Regions from separate parts of the Pan troglodytes genome. Here region 1 is linked to region 2. Evidence: chromatin contacts called from public capture Hi-C data. All regions are on one chromosome and are shown on one strand. Each heading gives the region's core, a stretch centred on a gene start, on an enhancer-like site or on the middle of the called end of the contact. The rest is flanking DNA. Distances are from core to core; before and after follow the strand shown.

The links. Capture Hi-C pulls out chosen DNA fragments and counts their contacts.
Region 1: a contact with region 2 is called in a capture Hi-C map of stem cell-derived neural stem cells, with 5 times the contacts expected there. The contact joins two enhancer-like sites. A contact is called at or near these places in 5 of 7 Hi-C or Micro-C datasets (blood, induced pluripotent stem cells, a lymphoblastoid cell line and 1 more) and 1 of 1 other capture datasets (stem cell-derived neural stem cells).

What each region holds. Positions count from the first base shown.
Region 1 is chr9:77,406,073-77,408,854 of NHGRI_mPanTro3-v2.0_pri, forward strand. No RefSeq gene overlaps it. Among named protein-coding and RNA genes, the nearest start is that of RPS3, 18 kb to the right of the region's middle. Within about 2 kb of position 1,324, at least 1 of the 24 cell types and tissues checked has an H3K27ac peak or open chromatin away from gene starts, as enhancers often do. A contact at or near this core is called in stem cell-derived neural stem cells, where this site is marked.
Region 2 is chr9:77,304,553-77,307,252 of NHGRI_mPanTro3-v2.0_pri, forward strand. ARRB1 (arrestin beta 1) reads right to left here. Exons shown (of 15, transcript XM_016921618.4): 7 at 1,953-2,020. Among named protein-coding and RNA genes, the nearest start is that of TPBGL, 40 kb to the left of the region's middle. Within about 2 kb of position 1,384, at least 7 of the 24 cell types and tissues checked have an H3K27ac peak or open chromatin away from gene starts, as enhancers often do. A contact at or near this core is called in stem cell-derived neural stem cells, where this site is marked.

The DNA of each region.
Region 1 (2,782 bases), core at 74-2,573, 100 kb after region 2:
ACAAGACTCCAAGACTCCGTCTCAAAAAATAAACTAAACTAAACAAATTGTAACATTTTCCACACTGTTCTGCACTTTTCTTTCTTTCTTTCTTTTTTTTATGAGACAGGGTCTTACCCTGTCATCCAGACTGGAATGCAGTGATCTTGCCTCACTGCAGCCACAACCTCCTGGGTTCAAGCAATCCTCCTGCCTCAGCCCCCCAAGTAGCTGGAACTATAGGCATGCACCACCACACCTGGCTAATTATTTTTTTTTTTTCTATTTTCTGTAGAGATGGGTTTTTGCCACATTGCCCAGGCTGGTCTTGAACTCCTGGGCTCATATGATCCTCCCGAAAGTGCTAGGGTTACAGGCATGAGCCACTGCACCTGGAATTTTTTTAAATCCTGGAAAATGGCTTATCCCAATACACATAGAGGTATCTCATTATTGTACATGATTCATAGTATCCCATCTGATGGACACAGTACAATTTTGAACAGTTCCCTAGCGTTGGACATTTTGGTGGCTTCCAATATTTTGCTGTAGTGAATATTTTTGTGCATATACAATATCTCACCTATAGGAATGTATTTGCAGGATAATTTCCTGGAAGCACTAGAAGCGCAACTGCTGGGTCAAAGGGCAAGTGTATTTAAAATGTTCAAGGTTATTACCAAGTTGCCTTTCACATCAATTCACTGTTTATGTCATTTTATGATCATACAGAAGCTTTTTTTAAATTCAGAGAAAAATATAACACAGTCATTGTTTTTGATAATAAGAAACCAGCATTTATGAAGCATCTACTGTGTATCAGGAACTTTACACATATTGCCAAAAACACTCAGGACCCCTCTGAGGCACAATGAATTAAGTATTTTGTTCGAGGCACCCACAAAGGAGGTGGCAGAACCAGAAACCAAGCCACGGTCTGTCGGGATCCTCAGCTTGGGCCTGGGCTTGCTCCTTGTCATCATGCAGAAGCTGACACCCTGGTATGAGGAACTGGATTCCAGCATAACTCACAGTGATGTCACATGACAGGTGTCTGCATGGAGGCCTGAACCAAGAGCTGGAACACAGACCCAGAGAACAGGGAAGGTCGGGTGGCGGTGGGGTGGCTGAAGGGGCTTCATAGAGGCAAGAGCCTTGAAGGTGAGGCCTAAGGGTTGGAGGGAACAGATTTTGCTGGTGAAAAGTAGACAAGGCTGCTCAGGGGAAAGGGATCCACAAAGACATAGAGGCCTGAAAATCAACTGGGGAAAGAAGAGCTAGTGTGCACAGAGCAGAGGTTGGTCTGGGGCTGAGGCTGGAAAGGTGGGGTGCAGGCAGGGGGTGAAGAACCCCTTGCAGGCCGCTCTATGGAGCTTGGGCCTTCCAGCGGGAGGCTGCTCATCTGGGAGGCTGGACAGGGCACATGGCATGGGGTGGAGCTCAGACTCTGGAGCTAATCTTACCTCCACCCCTTCCTTGCTCTGTGCGCTGTCTCCTCCTCTGTGAAACAGAGAATCTAATTCATAACATTGTGGGAATTAAATGTGTTAAGACAAGTTTAAAAAATAAAAAACACTGGCTGGGCATGGTGGCTCACGCTTGTAATCCCAGCACTTTGGGAGGCCGAGATGGGCAGGACGGGTGCATCACGAGGTCAGGAGATGAAGACCATTCTGGCTAACACGGTGAAACCCCGTCTCTACTAAAAATACCCAAAAAATTAGCCAGGCGTGGTGGCAGGCACCTGTAGTCCCAGTTACTCAGGAGGCTGAGGCAGGAGAATGGCGTGAACCCGGGAGGCAGAGCTTGCAGTGAGCCGAGATTGCGCCACTGCACTCCAGCCTGGGCAACAGAGCGAGATTTCATCTCAAAATAAGTAAATAAATAAATAACACCTGACACTTCACAAGCACTCAAGAAGTGGTAGCCATTTATTAGTGAACAATTGAATTGTTTTAAAAAGTTGTTTTTTTAAATGGATAACCTCTTTTTTTTAGGTTGTTAAAAAAAATCTTAGTTGGCAGAGCATTGGTTCCATTTGGCAGGAGATGACAGGAGGTGATATCATAACGGCCTAGTCCAGGCACCACTGACAAGGGTTTTGATCAGAGCGATGTCAGGTCCATCTCTGGGCAGCACAGCTGCCGAGACAGCTCTCAGTAGTTTATATGTGTTGCCAAACAATAATTGTCCTAAAGTGTTGAAATGCTGTTACGCAAATGCAGATTTTAGAAAGTTAGCATTTATTTAGCTCTTACTATTATAATTAAAGTATCTAATCCTCTCACCAACCTTATTGGAGAAGTACTCTTATTATCCCCATTTTACAGATGACAAAACTGAGATCCAAAGAGAGCTTTAGGCCATTTTCCCAAGGCCACACAACTAGGGTCCACACCAGGCTTTGTGAGTCCAGAGATGGTTCTCATCTCTTTTTTTGTTTTTTGGTTTTTGGTTTTTATTAGAGACAAAGTCTCACCCTGTTTCCCAGGCTGGAGTGCAGTGGCACGATCTTGGCTCACTGCAACCTCTGCCTCCTGGGTTCAAGTGATTCTCCTGCCTCAGCCTCCCAAGCAGCTGGGATTACAGGCGTGCACCACCATGCCTGGCTAATTTTTGTATTTTTAGTAAAGATGGGGTTTCACCATGATGGCCAAGCTGGTCTTGAACCCCTGACCTCAAGTGACCCTCCCACCTCGGCCTCCCAGAGTGCTGGGATTACAGGCGTGAGCACCCATGCCCAGTGCTCTCACCTCTTTTTGGATCTGCCTTTCCAGTGGGAAACTGAATCAAGAATCCAGTT
Region 2 (2,700 bases), core at 134-2,633:
TATTTGTGTAAGTTCTTTAAGGACAGAAATTTGTGTCTAAGGTGTTCACAGCTGTACTCTCAGCACCTATGACTGTGCCTGCCATATAATAAACAACTGCCAGATATCTATTATGTAAAACTATGCAGAGGGGACAGCGGTCTCAAGAAGAAATGGGGCTTGGGGAGGCGTTGGGGTTCAGGGAGGAGGCGTGGATTCAGTCAGGGGGATGCAAGCCAGTGAAGGGGACAAGCCCAGGGAGGGGAGAAGGCCCATGGATGAGACTGGCTCCATGAAGGTTACAGGGGATCAGGGAGCAAATGAGGATCTGGTGAGGGAGGGGGACTTGGTGAGGCCGTCTCTGTGGCATGCTGGGAATGCCGGCATCTCCGTTGCTCAGATAAGCTGCCTCCATTGCCTGTAACCAGGGAGCCAGGGTCAAACTCCCAGCTCCCCTCTTACTAACTATGTGGCCCTGGGTACATTAACCTCTCTCTGCCTCTGTTCCCTAATCTGTAAAGGGTGATGACAGAAGGACCTACCTCTTTTTTTCCTTTTTAAATTTTTATTAATTTATTTATTTTGAGATGGAGTCTCACTCTGTTGCCCAGGCTGGAGTGCAGTGGCGCAATCTCAGCTCACTACAACCTCTGCCTCCCAGGTTCAAGCAATTCTCCTGCCTCGGCCTTCTGAGTAGCTGGGATTACAGGCATATGCCACCACACCTGCCTAATTTTTGTATTTTCAATAGAGATGGGGTTTCACCATGTTGGCCAGGCTGGTCTGGAACTCCTGGCCTCAAGTAATACGCCTGCCTTCGGCCTTCCAGAGCTCTGGGATTACAGGTGTGAGCCACCACGCCCAGCCAGGACGTACTTCTTAGAGCTGCTGTGAGGATTAAATTAGTTCATACAGCCCAGCACTGTAAATGGTGTCTGGCACCTAATCAGCCCTTGATAAATGATAGCTTCTATATCATTATTATTAGTAACTCCTTGGTGTGGATTTTAAATGTCCCATTGGTGGTAGGGTGAGAGGGGTGGCTCTCGATGTCACCTCCTCTTTCTTGTGCTTACCAAGCCTCCTCCCACATCCCACAGCACCCTTCCTCTTCCCTGGTCTCAGGTCTTAAGAGGAAAAGGGAGACAGAGAAGCAAGGGAGAAAAGTCCCATCTCCTCACACACAGCTGCCAGGGCTGCAGATGCAAATGCATGCAATACACCCGATAGCCACCAGGTGGCAAACTCAGCCCACGCCCTAAAAAGGCTGCTGTGCCCTCAGCCAACCTCCTCTGGGAACAGTGCCTCTGGATGCAGGCACATCAGCGTCGAGGGCCCACCAGCTATTCCAGGAGGCAGACAGAGCACAGCCCGACCCAGGAGGGGCAGGCATGAGACATCCGGGCCAGCTGTTTCTGGCTGCCAGCCTGGGCTCTCTGTCAGCCCGGGCTGTGCTTCTCCAGAGAACGCTTCCCATCTCTTAGATGTGGGCTGACCTCCCTGTCACTCTCCCCTGGATGGGTTCACTCTCTCCACTTCCTCCTCACTTAGAAGCTGCCATTGACACACACTCCACTCCTGCTGAACGCCTCCCAGGAGGAAAACTGGAAAATGGGGATGGTCAGGAAACAGCCTGCTCACTGTTTAACACAATCTGAATTTAGGGTTTTTCCAAAACAAATTAAAAAGACATGCAGTCTGGAGGGGATGAAATGAGAGGCAGGCAGATGAGGGAGGAAGCTGCCACAATGGTGCAAAGGAGAAGATGCTGCAGCCTGAACCCGGGCAGTCGAAGCCACCTACCCAAGGAAGCCCTCCGTGACCTCCCAGCTTCCAGAGTGCCCTTCCAAGGCTGGAATGTGCGTCCCTCCTCACACACTTCCAGGTATTGTTACTTATCTCCTCTTGGACTTTGCCCATCCTGTCTCCCTCCCTCACCCAGCAGGCGGCCCACACCCTGGCATCCTACTCACCGCTTGTGGATCTTCTCCTCCAAATTCTCCGCGCAGAAGGCTTTGACTTCATAGTCCACACCGCAAGCCTGTGGGGAAGGGGTCACTGACCACAGGGCCTTGGAGAAGCAGGGTCCCCAGTACACAGCCAGCCCACCTCTCATTTTACAAACGAGGACACTGGACAGGAACACCAAGCTCCCACAGCCCAGCCTTCCTTGGTCTGGAAGAAGCAGGGGAACGCCCTTGTGCTCAGCCCCAATGCTGTGCTGCCTCCTCCATCTGACATGGGACATCCCAAACCACCCAAACGGGGCTCTGCTCTTTGGATTCCTGCCTCAGTCTGGGTGGCCATCCTCATCCAGGCAGCTGCCCAGAAATAGCAACAGGCACCTGAGCAGACTGGGGGCGCCTACTACTGTGCGCAGACCCAGCCCTGGGTGGCTTATCTGGTATTCCTCTAACAAGACAAGGAGGCACGTGCTGTTATCTCCATCTTACAGATGAGGAAGCTGGGCTCAAAGGTCTGGAGCTAGTGGTGTCACTTCTCTCCAACCCTCAGTTTCCCCATCTGTGAAATGGGGATGATAGCACTTTGATTCCAGGTTGCCAGGGGTTACATGAGGCCAGGTGTAGGTCCTCAGAACACTTTGGTCCTGTTGCAGCCAACGCCACCCAGGAGAGCCTCCAGACCCATCACTGAATGGGAGAGTGAGGCTCACCCCGTACCTGCTGCCCTGTCTGAAGAGAGACTGGTTGTCCAAGGTGG